3 separate regions of the Mus musculus genome follow, and all the other regions are linked to region 2. Evidence: chromatin contacts called from public Micro-C data. All regions are on one chromosome and are shown on one strand. Each heading gives the region's core, a stretch centred on a gene start, on an enhancer-like site or on the middle of the called end of the contact. The rest is flanking DNA. Distances are from core to core; before and after follow the strand shown. Region 1 holds the start of A730035I17Rik (RIKEN cDNA A730035I17 gene). Region 2 holds the start of Nkx6-1 (NK6 homeobox 1). Region 3 holds the start of Fgf5 (fibroblast growth factor 5).

Region 1 (3,109 bases), core at 405-2,904, 3.5 Mb after region 2:
CACCTTTCAGATAGAGAATCTTCAAGTGACAATCAACACCCTTAGGCTCAAAACTGGCTTGTAGTTAATACCTGCAGAGGAAGCTGTGGTCTCCTTGCTTCTTTTCAAGGAGTCAACGAAAAGGCATCAACTATCCAAAGTATTATACTGACCTAAAAATATTTTTTGTAAACTTTCCAAATATTTGCTTTGAGGAAAATAGTTATTTATTGTCAAAGCATCCAACATACCTGGATAAACTATACCGTTTAATAAATCTCTTAGGGATAGAAGAAACACATAACTATTCAGACTCCATGTCACTGGCACAAAATTACACTTTGTATTAAAAGGGAATACATATTTACATCATTGATGACATTCTTCACTGAAGTCCATAATCATTTCATGATACATGCACTTCCCCCTGGAAACTTAAACCGAATGGCGCCCCCCTTTTTATCCATTTTGTTTATTTTTGTAAGAACACAGCTGTCATCAGGAAATGCAGAACGCATCTCCTCTTCCTCCATTACTTTATATCTAAAATAAACTTTGTCCTTACATATAATTATTACATCTAAACCATAAGTGCTTAATAATTTAAGTAGAAACGTATGACAAATGCATCAATATGTTGCAATATATGACATTTTTTTAAAAATGTACTTTTGTTTTTGGGAAAGTGAAAATTCGTGCATTCAAAAGAAAACCCCGCTCAAACAACCCACCCAATCCAAAATCCACCATCCTGTGCATCGTGTGCGTGCGTCCGTGTGTGCGTTCGTGCGTGCGTGTGTGTGTGTGTGTGTGTGTGTGTGTGTGTGTGTGTGTGTGAAATTAAACATTTGGATGATGAGGCTCCTGGCGAGGGGAGGGACCTGTGTGTGCACGTGTTTGGTTGCAGTGTTTGGGGGCATAAGGTAGTGGTGGATGTCATCCTCGCGTGTCTGCTCCTGCAGGTGGCTTGACTGTGCGTGCACACGCGTGGAAAGCCGGAGTCTTTTACGCAACAATTAATTATGCGAGGTCATGTGCCGGGACAGGTGGTGACGCTCCCTGAAGGACTCGTTGCAAATGGGGCACTTGAGTTTCTCCTCCCGCCGCCGCTTCACCAGGGGCTCCATGGCATACTCCTTTTTGTGGTGAGACCGCATATGGTACACCAGGTCGGAGGTCATGCGGAAGGAGGCGTTGCATTTGGCGCACCAGTTCTGCGCGGGCAGACACAGCGAAGTGAAGGAGGGCGGCAGCAGGGTGAGCGCGGAGGGCAGTTGCAGCTGCAGGGGCCCGGCGGCGGCCGCCGCCGCCGCTGCCGCCGCAGCCGAGCTCTTGGGCCAGAAGGCGGTGGCGTAGAGGAAGGGGCTCTGCTTGGGCAAGCCACCGCCACCGCCGCTCGCCAGGGGCCCGCAGGCTCCGTTCAGGTCCGCTGCCCCCTGCAGCTTCACAGCCAGCGGATCGGCGGCGGCCGGGTAGAGTCTGGTGGGACCCACGCCGTCTCCCGGGTGACACGGCTCGAGAGCGCCCAGCTTCTGGCCGAGGACCAACGGGGACAGCTGCGAGAAGGAGCGCGCGGGCTGCGAGAAGGCGCTCTTCCGCTCGTCCGATGCGGCCGTTTGGCCGCCCCCCGAGCCCCCCGCAGTCCCCGCGGTCCCCGCGCCGCCACCGCCGCCCAGCTGCGACACCGAGGTGAAGGCGCTGCCGCGCGCGGGGCTCCCGCCCTCCAGCCGTCCGGGCAGAGAGCCTCCGGGACGCGGAGCCAGCAACTTCTCGGGGGCCCCAGGCGACCCCGCCGCGGGGGTGGACGAGCCGTTGCTGCCGCCGCCGGCGACACCGCCTCCCGCGTCGGGGTCCTCGGCCGTGCCCCCTGCGCCGTCTGTCGCCGCCGCCTCCTCCTGCAAGCCCACCGCGCGGCCCGCCTTCTTCACCTCCACGAAGGCGCTGCGCTTCGCCTCGCCAGTCTCCGGGCTGGGCGGCGCGAAGAGCCGGCCGTTCTCCTCCAGGCCGAAGTAGCTGCCGGCGGCGCGGTACTGCTGCGGCGTGCACACCAACTCCTCCTTGGAGGTCGCCAGCGGCCTCTCGGAGAAGCGCGCACGGCCGCCCGCCAGCCCCGCGCCGCCGCCCTCCGCCGCCGCCTCCTCTGGGAACCGCCTCTTGCCTTTGCAGCCGCCGGTGGCGACGCCGTCGGGACTCAGCTCCGCCTCCTGGTGGCCGCTGCCGCCACTGCCGACGCCCGGGGCCGCTACGCAACTGCTGCTTCCCCGGGAGTTTTCCAGTTCCCGAGCCAAGTTGTGGAAGTCCGTGGACGGCTTGGCGCTGCCGGCACCCGCGGAGCCCGGCGGGTTGCTCGCCTCCGGGGATGACGCGGGGTAGTGGTGTATGGGGCCGGCTTTGCAGAACTTGGGGCCCGGGATCAACGGCGCCTCCTGTTGCTGCTGCTGTTGCTGCTGCTGTTGCTCTTTACCACCGCCGCCGCCGCCGTGGTCCTTAGTGCCCAAGCCGCCCCCTTGCTCGTCTTGGGGATTCGCATCAGTGCTGTGAAGTCTCTTGGGGCAGCGGAATCGCAGATGTGCCACATAGGGGAACTCAAACTGGAAACGTTGGCTGCATTCCAGGCATGTGTAAGGAGACGACCCTGCTTAGTGAGCAAACACACACACACACACACACACACACACACACACACACACACACACACACACCCCACATGGTTAGTTAGCATCGCCCCTAGGCCACTTAGCCATCCTCCCCATAACAAATCCACTTTATCTTTCTGGGCTGAGTGCCCAAAAAAATGAATACACTATCCTATTTGGTGCAACTTACTTTCTTGATTTGTGCATTTACTAAGTCAAACGCTCCCCAACTTTTCCTTCCCCTTCTGTCCTAGTTCCATTCGGGACAACACCTCAGAAGCTTCGTCCACCCTATGATGTGCAAGGTGAGCCCAGGCACCCGAGCCAACCTACCGTTCATTTTGTGAGCTCTAGACGGGCAGAGCAAGAGCAATTCAGTCAGTTCTTTCCCGTACCAAACTAGTAACTCTTCATCTTTGGCAATCCTGCGGAGAGAGCGGTAGAACAGCTGTCCATTTTTTATATAAGCTTCGAGATTCTGTTCTTCCTTATCT
Region 2 (3,626 bases), core at 673-3,172:
ACTCAACCTCAAGTTGACAACACTCAAGCTTTGGAGAAGTAAGGGGACCGACCAGTTTAAGGCCTCCTGCTTGACATTCAGAGTCAAACTCCCTGGCGCTGCTCAGTTTTAATTCCTGGGTCATTTATCGCCTATTTCTGTTTTCTGAACCTTAAATTTGGACTCAATAATATGATGCAAATCTCTGCTGTGACACTTCCCGCCCCCCCCCCCCCCACTGGTGTATCAACTGCCCGATTTCTCAAGATCGACCAAAGAGGTTTTTTCCTTGGTTTTGGTCAACCCTGAGCAGACCTTAAAGATCGGCCAGAGGGAGCAAAGCCCTTTTGACCATCGCTCCCAATGTCAGCCTAGAAGTCGGTCGTCTCTAGTTTACTCAACTACCCGAGTTGAGAGCTTGACCAGACTTTCCAACAGTTACCTGTCTTCCCCCGAGGTATTCCTCTATCTAAAGTTGTCCTGTGAATTTTAGTGATCCTGCCTCATAAATCCAACTAATAATAATAGAGGGAGGATTTTAAAAAAATAATTATCTCATTTCTGTTAGGTTTAGACACCACGCAGGAGATAAATATTCTCATTAAGCTGATTTCATCCCCAGAGTACTGAGCCCCCTCATAAGTGATAATGATCTAGGGAGTGGGAGAGCGAAGACAAGAACGGAGAAAGAACAGAAAAGAGCAGGAGACGGAAAGATGGTGAAGGGTGACCCTTAGGCCTGCGAGGGGTTTAAAAACATCTACGGGCTTAAGGAACAACAAATCAATTTACACGATTCTGGAAGAGCCCAGAGGGCCTTTAATTAATCCCTTCAAAAGAAGGAAGTCGGCCTGGGATATGCCTCCTGCCTGCTCCATTAGCTCCCTTTTCGCAAGGGTCCAGACACCGTTGGAGGTGGGCGCCGCGCGCGAGCTGGGGGAGGATGACGCGAGCTGGCGTGGGCGGAAGAGCCGCACTTAAACTGCTTTTCCATAGAAGGGCTGGATTTTCATTATTCCTCTCTTTAAAAAGTAATGCCCTCTTCGTCCCTGCTCCCTCCTTCTCCTTTCCATTTTATTTTGCACGATTAGTTGAGCCGGCCGCTGGCTCTAGACTGGAACCACTCTTTTCGCCAGGCCCCTCCCCTCTTGGCTCCGCCCAAGTGAAGCTGGGGCGGGGACTAGGAGGGCGCGTCCTTATGGCTCCCTAGTCTCAGCCAATCAAAAGGTGTGGCGCTCCCAGGTGGGCGTGTTCTAGGAGCGACGCCTTGCCCAAGCTGAGCGCTATTGGAGGCGGTGTTTACGCCCAGGACCCGGGCCCCGCTCCTCAGTCCCGCCCCGCCGAGCCGCCCCGGAATGACGTCCTCGAAAGTTCTCATTTTGGCCCCCCACCTCCCCTCCCTTGCGTCCCCCAGCTAAAGAGAGGCAGGGAGGGGTGCAAATATTTTATTACCTTTGAGAGCTTCATCCGAACTGTCAGGCCCAGAGGGAGAGAGGAGAGAAGGGAAGAGCCGCCGAGAGGGTCAGTTTGGCCAGAGGACAGGGCTTGGAAGAGCCAAGCCTGGAAAGCCAAGGAGAAATGCCAGAGAGGCAAGAGAAAGGCGGAGAGTGAGAGGAAGAGAGGGCGCCAGGGGGTGGGACGGGGGGGGGTCTCCCGGCCGGCTTGCAGAAGAGGACGGACGATCGGAACCGGCCCGTCAGACTTTTTCCATACTTAGGTTTATTTTCTTTTATCCTTTTCGATCCGGCTAGTCCGGCGCCGCGTGGCTCGGAGGGGAAGTAGGCTCGTGGGCGCACCAAGTCCCCAGCCGCCGGAGCGGTGTCACTGACTGCCCTTTCTGGCGCAGTAACGCCGGGCCCGAGGCAGTGGCGGGCGCGATACCCGCGCCGGCCGTTTGTGCTCTGTCCCCCGGGCGAGCGGTGAGTGCGACTCAGCAGCGCGGCCGCCGGGAGAGCGGAGCGTCCGAGCGAGATCAGAGGCGCGCACCGGGCGGAACGCCGCCCGCTTTGAAGCTCCCCCAGGCGAGCGAGCCGGCCCCCGCCCTCCTACATCAAAGCGAACGCTCCGCGCCTCCCAACCTTGTTGCAAACTCTCTGGGTCGGCTGCGGGGTACGTCTTGCTGATTTCCCGCGGGGGTGGAGAAGATGAGAAGCAGAGCGCTCTGAGCCGGGAACGAGGGACCAGCGCCTGGGATCGAATCCGGGACTCCCGAAGCCGAGGAAGCGCTGAGCCCGCCCGCGCCCCCGCAGCCCTCGCCCCTGCCGCCTCCCGCGGGGCGTTTGGACATTTTTGCTGCGCAGCTCCCGGAGCCCGCGGCCGATCCACACTTCGCTTGCGCGCGCCCCCGGCACCTCGGGTTCTCCCGAGCCCCGGCGGGGCCACCGACCTGCGTGGCTGCGGGTTCGGGTCTGGCTGTGGGATGTTAGCTGTGGGGGCGATGGAGGGCCCTCGGCAGAGCGCGTTCCTGCTCAGCAGCCCGCCCCTGGCCGCCCTGCACAGTATGGCCGAGATGAAGACCCCGCTCTACCCCGCCGCTTATCCCCCGCTGCCCACCGGGCCCCCCTCCTCCTCGTCCTCGTCCTCCTCGTCCTCGTCGCCCTCCCCACCTTTGGGCTCACATAACCCGGGCGGCTTGAAGCCCCCGGCCGCGGGGGGCCTCTCGTCCCTGGGCAGTCCCCCGCAGCAGCTTTCGGCGGCCACCCCACACGGCATCAACGACATCCTGAGCCGGCCCTCTATGCCGGTGGCCTCGGGGGCCGCCCTGCCCTCCGCCTCGCCCTCCGGGTCTTCCTCCTCCTCCTCCTCGTCCGCCTCCGCCACCTCGGCCTCTGCGGCGGCCGCCGCCGCCGCTGCTGCTGCCGCCGCTGCCGCCTCGTCGCCCGCTGGGCTGCTGGCCGGCCTGCCCCGCTTCAGCAGCCTGAGCCCTCCGCCACCGCCGCCCGGGCTCTACTTTAGCCCCAGCGCCGCGGCTGTGGCCGCCGTGGGCCGGTACCCCAAGCCCCTGGCCGAGCTGCCCGGTCGGACGCCCATCTTCTGGCCCGGAGTGATGCAGAGTCCGCCGTGGAGGGACGCGCGCCTTGCCTGTACCCCCCGTGAGTACTATGGGAGGGGAGGGTGGGTCCCTGCCTTCTAAGTCTGCTCTCGGGTCGTGAAGCACACAGTGCCCCTGCGGGCGGTCAGTCTCCTGGCCGCCACACTAGTTTGGAAGTTCCGGGACAGCACGCCGTTGGCTGGGCCCCTGCAGGCGAGCGAGGGACTCGCGCTTTCCTGGGCTCGCCGAGGCTCATGCAGGCCTGGGCTCCACCAACGAGAATGCGTCTGGACAGAACACAGCGCAGCAAGCGAGCTTCTGTCTGGGCTGTTCTTGAACCTGGCCAGCTCTGGGTCAGATGGATGGAAAGCGGGAAAAGGCCTCCGCACCCCTTCCTTTCTGGCTCCTTCCTGCCATGCTCGCCCGTTCCTTCAGTAGTCTGACCCTTGTTTTCGGCAAACCCGCGAGGGTAGGCAAGGCAGCTGGCTATCTACCTCCTCGAGAAAAGCAGACTTTTGCTTGCACACACCCTCCCTGGTTGTCTCCAGCTCACCTTTTCTCCCAGCTCCCTCGCCCACTCCCAGTGCACTTGTCCAGAATGACCTGTGCCAGCGGT
Region 3 (3,127 bases), core at 385-2,884, 3.4 Mb after region 2:
CAGAGACAACTACAGTCCCATGCATGCACACAGCTCCAAACCTCCGCTCACCTCAGCAGCTTAGAGCAGCGAGGGGAGTGCGAGTGATTAACGTGGTGGTCCAGAAAAGCAGATGGAATGGAGAAAACGCGGGTGGGGGTGGAAGCGAAGAGGAAAGGAGAAAGAGAGAACTCAGAAAAATTTCAGGTTGGGTGGTTGATGTTTTTTTTTTTTAAGTTATGCTCAATTTACAACCATTTCCAACCTCATCTGTAATTCTTTTAAAATTAAGAACTTTACTCCATCTGTCCCTGGAAACCAAAGGTTAACATTGTCAGGGTCTCAGCCTACTAAATGTTGTTAAACTCAGCACCGGACTTAGTCATAATACTGTCTGTCCGGTTTTCCAGATCATGTTGCTTTCTTGCAAGCAGAACTTTGCCCTTCCAAAACGCATGTACACGTAAATTCTACGTAGACCTGTGTAGTTGGTGTGCGCGCGCGCTTATGTACGCATGTATGTATCTACATATGTATGTATTCGTGTGAAAGATACCTAAGCATTCGGAGTTACATAGAGATATTAATAAACAAACATAATATGGGATATATAGGATATTTGTAGTTGGAGAATGGAAGTACTCAGATGGGTTCTTTTCATAAACGTAAATTATGTACAGGGAATAGAGATATACTTAACGCTTAAAGAAAAATGCGGTTCTAGTTCATAAGTAGAAAGAAATTGTACCAGGAGAAAGATTGTTACTTCTTTCATTATTATTATTATTTTTTTTTCTTCTCCAGCTAGAGTGGGTGGCTAGTCTTTTCGGCCCGGGCATTCTGGAAAAGAGCTGCCTGTCTCACCTCGGTAACCTCACCTGGGCTTACCCATGCTTACTACCCAAGACAGAAGGGTGCGTCTGCTCGCTCTGAGTAGACGCATCTCCACGAAACCCTACCGGACTCTTTCCAGAACCAGCAGAGTCCCAGACGCTAGGGCTCCTAGAGGTGCCTGTGGCCCAAAGGAATCTTGACCGTCCCTCCCAGAACAGGTTTTGTTGGAGAGTGAGCAACTTACTTAACACACTGGCTTCGTGGGAGCCATTGACTTTGCCATCCGGGTAGATCTGCAGATGGAAACCGATGCCCACTCTGCAGTACAGGCTGCCGGTCCGGCGCCCCGAAGGGCTCCACTGGAAACTGCTATGTTCCGAGCCGCTTCCTTGGCTGCCCGGAGAAGCTGCGACTGGTGAGGAGGCAGAAGACGAAGAAAACGTCGCGCTACTTCTGCCCCGGCTGCCGCTGGAGTCTCCCGGGTTCCTAGGAGGCGCGGGTTGCCCTTCGGGAGTGAGACGCTTCTCCCCGTGAGCCCAAGCGCTGTGGATCAGGTGGCTGCAGAAGATGAGGAAGAGCAAGGACAGGCTCATTCTTCCGGCCGCGGGGGTCCTAAGTGCATCTTGCAGGGCTGGCTCCGGGCTCCGTAGCCCCCGCGCGGCTGCGTGCCTCTGGCGCTGCCTCCCTCGCCGCACAGGGTGGACATAGCCTCGGGGAAGGGAGAGGGAGAGGGGGAGAGAGAGAGGCCACCCGAGCGGATCTCGGCGCTGGCACCGGGATATTTATAACGCCAGTGATCTCACTGCTCCGTGCACGCCTGCGAAGCTTCCCCTCACCCGCCGCTTTGTGTACTCACGGCCGGTACGGGGAGGGAGCGCCGCGGTCCCGGGGGCGGGGGTGTGAAGGAGGAGGGAGATGCGATCCCGGGAGTGGGAGGAGGTGTCTCGCCCTCAGAAGCTGCCCCCGGGACGCTGGCTGCGACCGTGCACGGGTCATGCAACCCAGCGGTTGTCAAGAGCCACCCAGTCACCCCACCCCCTGCCCGAGCCAGCGGCTCCGGAATCGGCTCCGCGCGCGCTGCTCTCCACGCAAGGGGCACGGACGGACGGCAACGTGGGCATGGGTTCCCGTCCTCTGTGGTCACATGTGTCCCAGCCAACTCACTCTTTACCCAGCACCCGCATTCCAGGTTGCTGGCCCCTGCCATCTGGAGCCTGGGAACCACTTTCCGAAGGGAACCAAAAACTGATTGGCAGCAGAACTTGGGAAGGTTTTGGGGTGGCCCAGGGTGGGAGAGAAGACTGGTTTCTCGCTGTTATTGATTTATTAAAGAACTAAGGTGTGCGTTTATTTCTCCACTAGAGAGCCACCCTGAATTGTTATGCCAGGTCTCAGGCTGCCCTCTAAGAAACTCTGTGGATGCACGACGTGTCCAGCTTTTTCTTCAGGAAAACCCATGTCTGTGTTGGAACAGGTGAACGCCCTCGAACATACACACACACACACACACACACACACACACACACACACACCAGACACACTTGAACTCCAGGCAAGGATGAATTGAGTCTGAACACCAGGACTGCCCAGTTGTCCTCTCTGACCCCATGATCCGTTGCCTGGAGGAGTTAGCCAACAGCTCTCTTCAACTTCCATTGACTGGAGGACCGACCCTAATGAATGATTAATGACAGGCCCCTGAATCTCAACCTAGGGAAACCTGAGAAGGAAGAATTTCCCCGTACGTAATGCTGGGGCTGTTATTTATCTGAGAAATATACCTGACTTGCATTCTTGGAATATTTCTGTCTGAAAACATATTTGAAACTTTAAACTACACTATGATATATCACTCATTGGTCACTTAAAATGAAAAGTCAATGAAGCCGCCCAATGGGGTCAACTCGCATCAATCATGCGAGATGTTAAGACATGACTTTATTAATTACTGAGTATCTGCTTCAGGCTTCCTATCTTCATAGTGAAAACCTATAAAACAGATGTAGATTTGTTTTCAGAATTGCAAATCTTCCGTGGATTGGGGACAAGGCAGCTGATAGCCAGTCACCTGATCAACACAGGAAATCGCCAAAGGGAGTAAAAGGAATATCCAACACAAAAGATTGTGACCTGAGGCTCGGTGCCCCTGGTGTGCACCACAGCACAAATCTCTCACAGGACAGCACTGAACTTTGAGAACAACACCAGTTTCCTTCCAAAGGGTCCATTTGAAGAGTCACTTCCGGGGCTGGCGAGATGGCTCAGCGTTTAAGAGCACTGACTGCTCTCCTGAGTTCAAATCCCAGCAACCACC

The links. A called contact is a pair of places that touch in the nucleus more often than the background predicts.
Region 1: a contact with region 2 is called in a Micro-C map of embryonic stem cells, with 13 times the contacts expected there. The contact joins the promoter of A730035I17Rik here to the promoter of Nkx6-1 in region 2. A contact is called at or near these places in 6 of 39 promoter capture datasets (cranial neural crest, embryonic stem cells, frontonasal cranial neural crest and 2 more), 21 of 484 Hi-C or Micro-C datasets (B cells, LSK cells, cardiomyocytes and 6 more) and 2 of 115 datasets of contacts at active chromatin or transcription factors (both in embryonic stem cells).
Region 3: a contact with region 2 is called in a Micro-C map of embryonic stem cells, with 14 times the contacts expected there. The contact joins the promoter of Fgf5 here to the promoter of Nkx6-1 in region 2. A contact is called at or near these places in 2 of 39 promoter capture datasets (embryonic stem cells and frontonasal cranial neural crest) and 5 of 484 Hi-C or Micro-C datasets (all in embryonic stem cells).

The regions. Positions count from the first base shown.
Region 1 is chr5:98,184,529-98,187,637 of GRCm38.p6, reverse strand. A730035I17Rik (RIKEN cDNA A730035I17 gene) reads left to right here and starts at 1,654. Exons shown (of 3, transcript NR_153823.1): 1 at 1,654-2,594; 2 at 2,870-2,920. It overlaps Prdm8 (PR domain containing 8), which reads right to left. Exons shown (of 4, transcript NM_029947.2): 3 at 2,949-3,109; 4 at 190-2,614. The coding sequence ends at 996.
Region 2 is chr5:101,663,007-101,666,632 of GRCm38.p6, reverse strand. It overlaps Nkx6-1 (NK6 homeobox 1), which reads left to right and starts at 1,922. Exons shown (of 3, transcript NM_144955.2): 1 at 1,922-3,071. The coding sequence starts at 2,399.
Region 3 is chr5:98,252,691-98,255,817 of GRCm38.p6, reverse strand. It overlaps Fgf5 (fibroblast growth factor 5), which reads right to left and starts at 1,634. Exons shown (of 3, transcript NM_010203.5): 1 at 1,058-1,634. The coding sequence starts at 1,406.